Linked DNA regions of Rattus norvegicus: all the other regions are linked to region 3. The links are chromatin contacts, called in public Hi-C maps. All regions are on one chromosome and are shown on one strand. Each heading gives the region's core, a stretch centred on a gene start, on an enhancer-like site or on the middle of the called end of the contact. The rest is flanking DNA. Distances are from core to core; before and after follow the strand shown. Region 1 holds the start of Tprn (taperin). Region 2 holds the start of Tor4a (torsin family 4, member A). Region 3 holds the start of Npdc1 (neural proliferation, differentiation and control, 1).

Region 1 (4,445 bases), core at 1,335-3,834, 140 kb after region 3:
ACTAACAGTCATGTGGGGTAGGTCTTGGAATTTGCCCCAGGGGACAAACACAGACCCTGGAACAATCAGGAAGAATCGGAGGAATGATTTCCTTGTGCCCAGAGGGCTCCAAGCCACTGGCCAGAGCTGGCCAGGAAATATAGCTCACCCTGGTCATTTGAGCCTCTAGGGGATTATTCTTGAGTTTCTCTGCCCAAGGCCCTGTTGACCATGTCTGGCATGAAGCCTGGGTTCTCAATCCATGCTTGCAGAAGGAAAAGGCCTGCCAAGCTCTGGCTCCTGGACCTTCCAGGGTGCTGAGAACTCCCTCCAACTGGCTTATGGGCTGTGTGCCCAGACTGACCTCAAAGTGAGGAGGACCTGCAAAAAAACTGATTGGCCTTATCCTTACTATGTACAGCCAGGCTCTGGAGATCTGTCCAAACTAAACTCCACAGGAATATGCCAGCTACCTCCAAATCAAAGGCCAGGCCAGAGTCAACGGGCTAGGCTATTCCTGAAGGTAGACGGCAAAACTACCCTTTTCCAAAAGGATGCTGGAACCCTGCACTCCCTGGCTACTTCTCCCAAATCTCTGAAGTAAACAGTAGGCTAACTACAGCCTGGGGCTGTCAAAGTTCACAGAGGCCCTGGACTGGGCCCAAGCACACAGCCCCATTCTCCTGTGATTTATGGAGAAGGCATCTGTGCCAGCAGCCCTCTCCTTACCACTTACCTTTTTTCTGGAGGAGCCAGCCTTGATGAGGCAGGACTTCTGCAGGGCCAGGTAACCACCGATCACCTCAATCTCATTCACAGTGGGGTATCGTTTCTTTAGGGCATTCTCCAGGGTAGTGTGGGGTCCCGAGAGGCTATCAGCATCCTGTTCCTCTGCCCCTTGCTGGAACTGCCCATTAGTCTGACTTAAGTGTGGCTCCTGAAGGGTCCCTGGCTTCCTCTTGGGCACTACTGTGAAAGTGTTGCTACCTCGGTTGAGGAGCTCTGAGGTGTGCCCAGGTGTGGAAGGGTGCAGGTGGTACTGGGAAGGCACACCAACTGCTGAAGAGGGCAGTTTGGCTTCTTGAAAGGCCGCCTCCTCTGAGTCTACTTCATCAATGAAGGTGACTGGAAGTCCTGGCCTCACAGGCTCCTGGCCATTCTTGGTCAAGCCAGGAACCCCCAAGCCTTCAGCCGGCTCAGCTTCAGTAGTGGCTGGTAGAAATGGAGGTGGTGAGGCTGGCCTCTGCCTCCTAACAGACTTGTCTGTGTCAGAAATGGCTGGCCTGGGGCAGCCTCCCTCCCTAACTGCCCACTGCATCTCAGCAGCCAAGGAACTCTTCTCTAGGGCAGGTGCACCATCCACTGTAGACACCAGCTGGGATCCGAGCCCCTGGCTCTGAGAGGCCCAGCCCACCTCCCCCTTTGGCTCCTCGAATTGCCTCCCCGCCGCCGAAGGATAGTTCCCAGGGGCTTTGCGCTTGGGGATCAACACGAAGGAGTTGCGGGAGTTCACTCTGAGGTTGGCCAGGGCTCTGGCCTGAAGGTCCCCAATTGGGATAGTTTCCATGTCTGGCTTGGAGGATGGCCTTATTTCGAAGGAGTCATTGGCGCTGGTGGCAGAGGAGACCCACTGGCGCTGACTGGGAGTGGCACTGGCTGGGCTGGGCGCCAGGAAGGCAGGGGGCCCAACTGGAGTGGCACTTGGGGTCCCAGGGCTTGGGGGTGGGTGGAGGGAGGGTTCCTTTGACTCCACCTTTGGCTTCCACTTGCCCGGTACAGGCGGAGAGCCCGACAACCCATTGGCAGGGCCGGCAGGGGATTCCTGAGTCATGGGTCCATTAGAAAGCGAGCGATTGACCGCACTGCCGGGCAGGCCTCGGGGGTGGACAGTGAAGGAGTTGCTGCCGGTCTTTTGTAGGAAGTCGCTGCGCCGGGCCCCGGGGCCGGCAGTGCCGTCGGGGTGCGCGGGCTCGCAACAGGCAGAGCGCTGACCCGCGCGCTGGGCAACGGGGACAGGCGAAATAGGGGGTGCGGGCTGGCTAGGGAGCACCGGTGGGGCAGGAGCCAACGACCGATTGGTAGGAGCGCGCGTGGCAGCAGATGCAGGCGCCACGGGAAGCTGCGGGAGCGCAGGGCGGAAGCGCTCTGGGCTCCCGCGGCGGCGGGGCGCAGCAGGCGAGTCGAACTTTTCTAGCAGGCGGCTGACCCGGCCGGGCTGTGGCTCCTCGTACACCACTACCTCGGCAGCGCGGATGCTCGAAGCGGGCGGCACAGCGGGCGGGAACCCTGGCGCTGACTCGATGATGAGGATGTTGTCGGCTCGAATGGTCCGCACGCCGGGCACACGACAGTACAGCTCCAGCAGCTGCTGAGCGGGCCGCGCCCCGCGCCGCCTCTCCGATTCAAGTCGCATGAACGGGTTCTGGCTTAGTGGACCCAGACTCTCCGCCAGCACCAGCCGCTCGTTAGGCCCATCCGGTGCCGCTCCAGATCCCGGGCCTCCGCTCAGAGCGGCCAGTTTAGCTCGCCTCCGCTCAAGTATCTCCCGTTTCCAGGCGGGCATCACGGTTCGCGGCCCCGGATCGAGCCGCCCCAGGCCGGCCATGCTGCGGCCGTGCGGCCGCGACAGGACTGCACGGCGATCGCGCGTCGGACTGACTCTCAGCTACCTGCCTCAGTACCGCGCCGTGCCACGCCCCCCTTGGTAGCCGCCAATTGGGCAAGCGCGCTCGGACCTAAGGGCAGGACTACCTACCTATAGCAGAAGCAAACAGCCCAGTTGACTGGAGAATACCCACTAAACCCCTCCCCTTTAGCATTTTCATTGGACTACAACCGGCACTAGTCAGACCCTATTGGTGAAAGTCTGTGGACACCCAGTGAAGCGCTGCTCAATGGCTGCTCCTCACTTCCGCCTTTGCGCTCTAAATCCGGCGCCTTGGATCCCAATTAAAGTAGGGCTTGTAATTAAAGCAGGTATCGCCTAGCGGACCCTTGCGACCTAGGTGACCTTGGCACAGTTCTGACTTCAGTATACAAGCTGCAAGGGCCTTCCACCTTTAGGCCCAGGCTCCGCACCAATCTGGAGTCCTTGAACCGCTGTGGGCAGGCAGCCAAGGTTCCCTTTCGGACCTAGAAATGCTGCTTCTGAGATCCACTCGGGGAATAAAGAGTGTATTTTCGAGAATCTTGGTTTTGTAGGTCCCAGACTTACTGCGTGTATGAATATCTGGTTTACAGCTTGCCACCCACGGTTCTGCCAGGTATCCATTATGTGTAAGAGGCAAGGAAGCAGCCTTGTTTCTGCGCGCGCGCGCGCGCGCGCGCGCGCACGCACACACACACACACACACACACACACACACACACACACACACGTTACACATTTAGGCAGTTCTGTCATGCAGAGAAGTACAAAAACAAGGGTAAAGGTCCCACTAACTCCTATTGAAACGCATACCTCCAAGAATGGGTAGGGGGGTAGTGACTCTGAAGGGTTACAACCTCACAGCTGATAAGTAGTGAAAACTTTCTTTAGGTAGAGCTGCATAATGCGGCTCCCTCCCCAGCATACACAGTAGGGCAACTGCTTGGAGGGATTAGAAAATTGGAGGCTGCTGACTGGCGGTGTGTTTTCCATTCACCTGCCTTACAGTCCACAGCCAGCTGAGGCCTGGCACCGCTGCCCGCCGTGCCTCTTGCCTTCCAGGGACTCTGCCTCATGGAATGTGGGCCTTTGCAAAAACAGACTCAAACTAGGGGTAGGTGCCTTAGGCTTCTGGGTTGAATGGCAAATCTACAGCTCACACCACCTTCCTTTATCTTTAAGTTGCCTGCTGGTCCACTCCATCAATATAAACTGGAGATTATAAATGAATTTCAGGGTTGGAGAGACAGCTCAGAGTTTAAGAGCACTGACTGCTCTTCCAGAGGTTCTGAGTTCAAATCCCAGCAACCACATGGTGGCTTACAACCATCTGTCCTGGGATCTGATGCCCTCTTCTGGAGTGTCTGAAGACAGCTACAGTGTACTCATAGTAAATAAATAAATCGGGCTGGAGAGGTGGCTCAGCGGCTAAGAGCACTGACTGCTCTTCCAGAGGTCCTGAGTTCAATTCCCAGCAACCACATGGTGGCTCACAACCATCTGTAATGAGATCTGATGTGTGTGTCTGAGGACAGCTACAATGTACTCATATATAATAAATAAATAAATCTTAAAAAATAAGGGCTGGAGAGATGGCTCAGCCGTTAAAGGCTAGGCTCACAACCAAAAAATAAAATAAATAAATCTTAAAAAAAAAAACCCACATTGCTAACTTACCCTGTAGTGTCGGAGATTGGGTCCAGAGCCTTCTGCATGCTGGGTGAACTCTCTACTACTGAGCCACAGTCTCAGCTTCAAAGAGAACTTCTTCAAAGAGAAGTTCTTCAAAGAGAACTTCTAGTACTCATGCCTTTTATAC
Region 2 (4,562 bases), core at 789-3,288, 210 kb after region 3:
GTGAGTTCTGTTTTCTCTATTAAAGCCATGGGACTGACTGAGGGTGACATTCCCACAACCTCCTTTGATCATAACCTCCAGTCTTGAAGGCACGGCACAGTGGATTGAATTTTCAGCCTCTGCCACCTTCTAGGTGGCTGGGGGAGGCTTCAACATATGATACCACAACCGGAACATCATAGGACCACAGGAGCGCTGCTAAGTCTCTAGCAGTGTAGAGGTCACAGGTCATAAGGTCATAAACACAGGCCTTCAGTTGGGGGAAATGCTGCTGGATTCTCCTGTTTATCATCATCATCATCATCATCATCATCATCATCATCATCATCATCATCATCATCATTTTTTTTTTCCTGTGGCAAGTTCTCTGTAGCCTTGGCTGTCCTGAAACTCAGTGTGTAAACCAGGCTGTCCTGGGAGTCACAGACACAGAGTCACGGACTTGTCTGCCTCCCATCAGGCTCGGCTTGCTTATTTTAAAAGTGGAAGAGACATGTCTCTGGGGGATGGCAATGACCCACTAGCAAAAAGCTTGTGACACCAGGACTGTGGGTGTCATATCCCGGCACCTGCTACTTACACAGCACAGACATTTCAGGAAGGGCGGGGCTGTGAGGTCCAAACACTGAGGCTCTTGGGACTGTTTTCATGTGCTAAGGATGGCGACGGGGCCACATTGGGTAGACAGGAAAGGACTGGGCCCTGGACAGAAGCTGGGAGAGGACTGGATGCTGGGCAAGGCCATTGGGCAGAGGGAAGGGCTGCTAGAGGCTGAGGGCTGTGAGAGACAAAGGTCTGTGTAGTTGGATTCTGCTTGTGTGGGCCAAGTATGCCTTCAAGGAGTTGTGGAAGGAAAGGGTGAAGGGTCAGGTCTGGGGCCAGTAAAGTTAGATTTTACAGTAGGGTTGGACAAGGGATCGGGCACTGAAGCTTACAAACCTGTCTATAAAAGCCTTCTCCTTGCAAAGATTAACTCTGCGGCATAAGTTCCCTAAATGGGTCACTTTATCAGGCCTTTTTTGTATCCCAAAATGGGACTGTGCCTGAGAATTTGACAGATCAGCCTCTTGCAAAAGTAACTGGCCAGCATTGGGCTTACCTACAGATTACCCTGTCCCTTTTTTACAGGGCCTGACCAGCTACCCCAGGACCCAGTATCCTTCCTGGGTCAGAAAATTCTAGACTAGAAAACCAAGATTTTTAAGAGCCTCTCCCCTCTAGGGCCTGGTCAGTCAGCTTTCTGCACACATTTTACACGGTCTGTAAGTGTAGATGCGAGGTGGGTTATAGGTGAGCCTGAGTTGTTTAGAGGGATCTGGAAACACTTGTCCATTTTAGCCACTCTAAACGTGAGAGAGCTGGAAAGTTCAGGAATCCCAGGCTGGCCAAGGAAGCAACCAGCTCCCTTCCAGAATGGGAGGAGTCGGTGGCCATCCATGCATGGGCCCTTCCTGCACAGAAGGGCATGTTGGTGAGCCGGGCTACAGGCAGACAGGTTGCCATGAAAAGTCTAAAGCTTTTCCGTCTCCAAGTTCTTAGCCCAAGAACCTTTCTAAACCCGCCCCTCCCACTCCACAAGGACCCTGAGCATAAGGGGTTCTATCCCTAGCTCTAGAACTTGTGTTTCTTGGGTTCTGTCCTATGAGAGGTCCAGTTGAATGGGCAAAGGGGTGGGTGGGGGTAGAGTAGGGGAAGGAAGGGGAGCAGAGAGGGAAAGAAAGGAATTAGAGGTGCCCAGTTAAGCAAACGACCTGCTCTATTAGTTTACATTCAGCTAGAGCCTCAGGAGGGTCTTTAGGGTCCCTTCCTCAGTTTTCTGAGGGAAAGGAGTGTCCTGGCAGAGGGGATGTCAATAGAGGGCAGACTGAGCTTTTAGGAGTCCAGGGAACCTATGGGAAGAGCTGCTGGACCGGGCCCTCCCTCTCTGTGCCCTGGATAGGGGTTCTGGGCCAGTCAGCCAGACCTCCCCCCACTGGCGGATCCGTTCGGCCCAAGCTCCGCCTGCCAGCACCCCTGACTCACTTCCTTTGCATCTAAGCGGAAACCTCCCCAGAGCTTCCTCTGCTCCTGTCCCTGGGGACCTGCAGGAGTCGCTGCCCCTTCAAGCCTGCGTTGGACCAGCCAGACCCTGGCCCACCCACCTAACCCTTTGGGTGGAAGACTAGCATTTCCTGTTTCCTGAGTTGCTGGCTACTGGCCTTGGAAGGGAGTGGCCGAGCTGGGGAGCCCGAGCAGCCGCAGGTAGGGATGATATGGAGAAATCCAGGCCAGCCTCCTTACAGTCAAGGCTCTAGTCCTTCCTGGCTCCTTTTGTTCATCTTCTGCTCTTGTGTTCTCTGGGAGGATGCTGAGGGGCCCCAGATTTGGGCCTGGATGGTGGCTAAGGCTGGCAGTGGATTGAAAGGTCTAGGCTGTGACTAGGGACAGTGATAGAGCCCATCCTCAAAAACATGACAGTTGGTCTGCACATTCCTTTCCGCCAACTGTCCTAAGTATGGGGAGAGTCTCAACTCTTAGGGGTACCTAGTCCTCTGGGACAAGGGGCCTACTTGGGACCTGTAAAGCCTTTTGACAGTCTGATAGGTGCTGGGTGTGTTGTGTGCAGGGTTCAATTTGACTATTCTGTATCCCTAATCAGTGACATTATTACAACGAACCTTCTGTTTATTCCTCCAAGGGGGAAGTCAACAATTTGATAAATTATACACCTCACCCCACCCCCGCACTTCCTCAAGGCCTAGTCCTTTTCTGAGAGGACCCAAGAGATTTGCATGCGTTGGGGCCCTCCTGCAGAGAGCTGGACTTCCTGGTTGGTGGAGCTTGGGGAGGCGGGGCTAGTCTTTGGCCGTAAAACTCCTTAAGGAACTCCCAGAGGGTAAGATCCGGGACTCAGGAAGTCTTCCCATTTTCCTATTGCAGGGAGGGGAACTGCATGCACAGCACAGGTCCTGAACCATGGACCGCGGCCATCCTAGCCTAGAGCCCCAGGCCAAGGGGCCATGTGTGATCGCGCCAGTGCGCGCCGTGCTCCGTCTGCGCCGCCGAGTCTGCGTCTTGCGCAAGAGGCGCCTCTTGCAGACCGGCACTGAGCCGAGCGTTGGGACGGGGACACTCGGGTCCAGCGCCAGCTTGGGGACTCTGCGTGCTGACCTAGACCAACCTAAATTCTTCACCTTCGACAGCCTGACGGAGCTGTCTTCTAGGACACCCCGCAAGAGGCGCAGGCGTAGTCGGGTAGTGCTCTACCCGGAAACCTCACGGAAGTGTCGACCCCGTACAGAGCGGCAGAGTCGTGCGCAGCGTTGCCTGCTGCTTCTTGTAGCCATTGTAGGGTTCCAGGTTCTCAACGCCATTGAGAATCTGGACGATAATGCACAACGTTACGACCTCGACGGGCTGGAGAAGGCGCTGCAGCGTTCTGTGTTTGGCCAGCCGGCTGCTGTGAGCCGCATCATGGCCCTGCTGCGAGACTACCTGGCTACCCATGTGCACAGTCACCCCTTGCTCCTGGCACTGCACGGGCCCAGTGGTGTAGGCAAGAGTCACGTGGGGCGCCTGCTGGCTCGCCACTTCCGTGCAGTGCTTGAGGATGGTGCTTTGGTTCTGCAGTACCATGCACGACATCACTGTCCAGAGCTACGCCCGGTTCAGGACTGCCGGAAGGAGCTGGCACAGCGTGTGGCAGATGTGGTAGCACAGGCTGAGGCCGAGGAGAAGACCCCACTCTTGGTTCTGGATGAGGCTGAACTCTTACCACCTGCGCTGCTGGATGAGCTGCACGACCTCCTGCAGCCACAGCGCTCTCACCATTTCCACAATGCTATCTATGTACTCCTAAGTGGCGCTGGCGGTATAGAGATCACACACTTTGTGCTGCAGAATGCGTCACGGATGTTGCCCTCACTCCGCCACAGTGTAGGCCGTACTCAGACTGAGGAATCTCCAGCCTTGGAAGAGTTACAAACCAGTCTTCGAGAGCTCCTGGCCCGTGAACACCCTCTGTGGCACACTGCGGCCATCGTGCCTTTCCTGCTACTGGACAAGCCGGATGTAGTCAACTGCTTCAGAGAGGAGATGGCCGGGGAGGGCTTTTTTCCTGAGCAGGCGCAGGCAGAACATCTGGCGGAGCAGCTCAGCTACTACCATGTTGCTGGACATGAATTCGCCATCACTGGCTGCAAGCAGGTAGTAGCTAAGGTGAACCTCTTGCAACACAAGCCTGCACATGCCGGACACGAGTCAGTGGGCCCAGGCGTTTGAACTGTTGAAGAAAACAGGAAGGATGTCAGGTGATTTGTGGCCCCTAAGCTGGTTCACCCCAGGAGCTATGGAGGCTGATGCAGTGCCTCAGCTCCTCTTCTTCTTCACCCCTGAGGTCACCAGAAAAGCAGCTACCTTCCTGTATGGAGTCTCCCCCACCCCCCAGCTCCCACTATGTCTCTCATGTCCCAGGAGCGTGCGATAGGACCTCCATAACCCTAGGAGGTAGCCAGTGTGTGCTTATGGTACAGTTGTCTCAGTGTGTGGTTGGGGTAGGATCGTGGTCCACTGGAACTTGCGGC
Region 3 (4,713 bases), core at 1,429-3,928:
TACAGCAGCAGCTCTGTATAGAAACCCCACCCTCCACAGAGCTGGGCAGGCATAGCTCCAGCCATTGTCCTGGACAAGCCCTGGTTTCCTACTGCCAATTCTCGGAATCAGGAAGCAGACAGTCCCACATCTTATGGGAACCATCCTGCCCCACCCACTCCCCAGTCTTGCTCCTAGGCCTTATGCTTAAAGGATAAACCGACCCTAAGCGTCCGGTCAGCTCTCCAAGAAAGGACTGTATAGTTCTCCAAGGCTGGCCTTTGACCTTTGCATGGCTCAGAGTGAGCCAGAACCTTCCATCCAAATTGCTACTGAGGACAGAGCTCTGTTCTCTCATCGGCTCTGGAGAAGCAAAGGATGCTGGGTAGACATTTCTCCTAAACACTGGGGCTCCTCTCCATACCCCAACACATAATCCTATAACCCTAGAGTTAGTCTGGCAGCCCACAGAACAAATGCTCAGTCCAGAAGACAGTGGCTCTCTCTGCCTAGCCTTTGTCTTCAGGGCACTAGGGTTTGGGAGACCTAAGAAGGCACTGGCTTAGATACAATGCAGGCATTGAAAGGCCTGGGCTGATTAGTGTTGGGGCTGCCATAAGTCATAGTTCTGACTCACACTTTTGTCGCTCGGGGTCCAGAGCACAATGTTCTCTTATACCTGCCAATCAGCCCATCCTGACACAGCTACACAGAGCAGTGAGCTTTACGCCTCAGTCTCTCCTATGGGATGCACAAGTTCAGTTGCTTCAAAGGTAAGGAATAATCCCAGCCTGCGACTGCAACTTTAGTCCCTGTCTCAGGAACCCAGCAGGGCCATCAACCCTGCCTGTCTCTCAGGCCAACCAGACCCTTCCAGTCTCCACACTGCAGGCTCCCTGGGATGTGTACAGACTCTGGCTTAGTTTCCTTTGTAATCTGACACTCTACATCTCCCGCAAAGAGGTTCCAGAGGCTCTGGTGGCAGGTGGCACACCGAGTCCCAGGCTGCACACCTTCTATCCTCCACAGACTGTGTCAGCAGCCTCCAGGAACAGCAATCTAAGCCTGGGGCTTGGGAGAGTTAAACAGCACAGTGCCAGGAGGCTTCCATGGGCTCCACCCACCAGCTCGGCTCCAGGGAGCCAGACGGTCCCTGCCCCTGGTGCTGACAACCTAGTCAGACCTATACTAGAGGTGGAGCACAATGCCGGCTTAGGGCTGTAGGGCCTCCCTAGTCCGCCAGCCTACTGTTTAATCTTGGGTAGAAAGACTCCCTCCAGCCTGGGTCCCAGAAACAATGGCAGCTGGAGAGTAACTGGTTTCCTACCCATGCCTGGCTACTGGCCTTTCCTGGGCACTAGGTTTGATACGAGGCTGCTTAGCATGGGGTCAGGCCAGGCCTCTGCATTCAGCTAGAGGCCAATGAGCAGAGGCCTGCACCTGCCCAGGGAGGTCAGTACTGAGTCCCATCCCTGAGGTGGACCCACCTGGGAGACAGCCTATTTAGCACCTCTGCCAAGGCCCAGTCTGGCCCTCCACCCTCCAGAGTCTCTTCCAGTCATGCCAACCTTTCCAGTCATGCCAACCTTCAGTTCAGTTCCTGGGTTGCTTGCCTAGGAGGAGGTCTGCCAAGCTCTTAAGGCCCCACTTCCAGACTGATCTTGTTAAGAGTTCCAGTTGTGCCACATACCAGTCACCTCTCCGTGCCCTCAGTTTCCTCATCTGTAAACTGGGCTCAAAGCAGCTCCCATACATACCAGACAAACTCAGTGAACATATAGGCACCCTCTCCCACTTCACTCCCCTCTGGGAGATTCAATTTGAATCCTGTGGCTTCAGGACCCATCTGTCAAGAAGGTTCTCCCAGTTGGGGGAGAGGGGGTCACACTCTTCTAAAGGGTCAATACACAGACCTCAGACCAGAGGACTGGGTGGTGCATGCCCTCCAGGGCAGGGGATGGGGGCAGCTTGACCCCACTAAATTGGAACAAGACCCTAGGCCTGGAACCCTTAGACTTTGTCATAGGAACCCCTCTACACCACACACACACACACACACACACACACACACACACACACACACACACACACTTGAGACAGGGCTGACAGGCAAGGCCCGCTGACACCAGGAACAACACTGCCAACTGCAAGCCTGGGAGACACAAAAACAAAGACACAGGATCCCCTTGAAGGGCCACGAGGAACCAGATGGCTGAAGACCCAGAAAGACGTCCGGAGACACACAACAGACTGACTCTGGGACCCAGAGACAAAGACCAAAAGCACGTGAAATCTACATTCGCTTCCAAGAACCCGAGAGAAGACTCATCTAGCATGGCCTTCAACAGGCCTGACCTGTTTACCCTACCCATGCCCAGCGGATAGGGCCTGCCTGGCCTGTGGGCCTGGGTAAGGCCAGGGCGGTGGCAGGGAAGACTAGGGCGGCGCCGGGTGGCAGGATTCCCCACCCGGCAATCCCAGCCCCGGAGCGCCCCGCAGCCTGCGCCTAGAGCGCTCGCTCACCCGGGCGGCGGGCGGTGGCACCATTCAGGGCCGCTCCCAGAATAAGGCCGGAGAGCAGCAGCCGCAGCAGCCGCAGGTGCCGCGGGGAAGGCGGAGGGACGGGCGTCGCCATGCTTCAGCGCCGCCACCCGGGCAGCATGGCACCCCACGGCCCCGGGCTCGGTACCCACTCCGGGAACCGCGACTGGAGAAGCCGGGAAGCGAGAGGGGCGGAGGAGGAAGAGGAAAAGAGGAGGCGGCGGCGCTGACGTTGCGGCAATGGATCCGGGATGGGATGGAGGCGCGGCGGCCAGAGAAAAGTGTCCGAAGTGCGCCTGCGCGCTCTACCTGCGGGGGCGGGACATCTCTTCTAGTCGGAGCCCCCCTCCCTCTACATCCTGATGGGGCCCCCTTTCTAAAGGCGGCTGAGTGTCTCCCGTCCTCTAGTCTCTACAGCAGTTTGCCTCATTACCAAGAAATCTGGCTTGGGATTGACTAGCAGTGGGCGTCCCAGGATTCACGCCTTTTTAGTGGTCCGACTGCCCTCACCACCCACCCAGTTAGAACGGAGGAGCTTAGACTAGGGGAACCCAGGGACAGATCCTGGTTATGTAGACTAGGCTGACTGTTGCAGGTTTGCAAAATGTATCCAACAATGATAAACAGGTGTATAGAGACACACCGGTGTACTTTCTACGCTACGAAGAAAAGCAAACACAGCCAGCAGGCTCACAAGATCAAGTCAGGCTCGTTCCCGAATGATGCCACCAGGGGGCAAGAGTAATTTGACATAAGTTGACAGTCGTCTGGGAGCTGTCCAAGGTGGTCATGATCCCAGGTAATGGCTTGAGTCACATGTAGACCATCCATGGTACCTCATGATTACCATTCACTTACAGTCCCAAGGGGACACTCCACCCCCGACGGAGACACCCCCCTGGCTGAATCAAGAAAGCAATGTTGAAGCTCAGCGTGATGGTTCATGCCTTTAATCCCATCACTCAAGATGCAGAAGTACGCAAATCTCTGTGAGTTTGAGGCCAGCCTGATCTACATATCAAGTTCCAGGAGAGCCATGAATATATAGTGAGACCCTGTCTTAAAAGTGAAAAACAGGGCTGGGGGATGGTGGTGCACACCTTTGGTCCCAGCACTTGGGAGGCAGAAGCAAGCAGATCTCTGTAAGTCTGAGGCCAGCCAGATCTACAAAGTAAGTTCCAGGACAGCCGAGGGAAAACCCTGTCTCATGAGGGGGAAAAAAAACAAAAAACACACACAGAGAAAAGAACAAGGCTGACTTCCCCAGCCTTACCTGTCTTCCCATCCTTCAGGCTAGCAAACTCAAAGAGGGGGCTGTCAGTGCAGGTTTAAAAAATGTATCGAATGATTCTTCTCTCTCTCTCTCTCTCTCTCTCTCTCTCTCTGTGTGTGTGTGTGTGTGTGTGTGTGTGTGTGTGTGTGTCGCGCACGCATGCACTCGAGCTACCATCCCAACCCAGCCCTTAAGGCATTGACTGCACAGAAATAGAGTCTGAGCTAATTTCCCATGAAAGAGGCAAGAGAGTCCCATACTCGGGTCACACTTTCCCACCTAGAGAACACAGAGACTTAGGCTGCGGATGCAGGTGCCTCTGACCTTCAGGCCTACTAATATCTCAAGTATCAGTTGGAAAAAACAGCTTGGGAGTGCAGCCTCAATTCCTGTGGATGTCATTCGAGGGGGACCTGCGGTTTGTTAGGGTTCTGTCTGTCAGAGAAAACTCAGACTCAGGGACAACCCCAGAGCAGAGTAGGTAGGAGTGCCTCCATTGCCTCAGGCCTGGTACAAAAAGGGAGGAAGCAAGAAAAGTCAGTATCTTGGAACCAGGTTTCACCCAAATAACCAACAACACAGCTGGAAGGCAGAACAGGCGACCAAGGGTGCCCCGCCCTAGGAACACTTCGCTGCTCTAGGAAAAATCTTTTATTACAAAAGTTTTTACAAGTAGGCATGGAACTGACTCCCAGCCTGTAGGCTCTGGTGCCTGCCTTTCTAAAGGCCCAGACAGAAAGTTCCCAGGGCCCTGAAGATCAGAACAAAAGTCCCACTCCGAATGGACCTCACCCTGAGTCACAGGCTGAGACCTGACATCCTAGGAAGAGAGAGGAGGATTAATTGAGAACTCAGGGCTGCCCACGTAGGCTTTCTGTGAATGTAGATAGGGAACGTTGGTTTCCAGGCTGCTTCAGGGT

What was found. A called contact is a pair of places that touch in the nucleus more often than the background predicts.
Region 1: a contact with region 3 is called in a Hi-C map of liver, with 3 times the contacts expected there. The contact joins the promoter of Tprn here to the promoter of Npdc1 in region 3. A contact is called at or near these places in 7 of 12 Hi-C or Micro-C datasets (the A7r5 cell line, the Rat2 cell line, frontal cortex and 3 more) and 1 of 1 datasets of contacts at active chromatin or transcription factors (oligodendrocytes).
Region 2: a contact with region 3 is called in a Hi-C map of liver, with 3 times the contacts expected there. The contact joins the promoter of Tor4a here to the promoter of Npdc1 in region 3. A contact is called at or near these places in 2 of 12 Hi-C or Micro-C datasets (kidney and liver).

Annotation. Positions count from the first base shown.
Region 1 is chr3:28,472,461-28,476,905 of GRCr8, reverse strand. Tprn (taperin) reads right to left here and starts at 2,584. Exons shown (of 4, transcript NM_001024309.2): 1 at 716-2,584. The coding sequence starts at 2,584.
Region 2 is chr3:28,403,617-28,408,178 of GRCr8, reverse strand. It overlaps Tor4a (torsin family 4, member A), which reads left to right and starts at 2,038. Exons shown (of 2, transcript NM_001107816.1): 1 at 2,038-2,241; 2 at 2,920-4,562. The coding sequence starts at 2,956. The coding sequence ends at 4,260. LOC108350588 (60S ribosomal protein L23-like) reads right to left here. Exons shown (of 1, transcript XM_063284810.1): 1 at 2,872-4,562.
Region 3 is chr3:28,616,901-28,621,613 of GRCr8, reverse strand. Npdc1 (neural proliferation, differentiation and control, 1) reads right to left here and starts at 2,678. Exons shown (of 9, transcript NM_001004231.1): 1 at 2,503-2,678. The coding sequence starts at 2,614. Entpd2 (ectonucleoside triphosphate diphosphohydrolase 2) reads right to left here. Exons shown (of 9, transcript NM_172030.1): 9 at 4,377-4,713.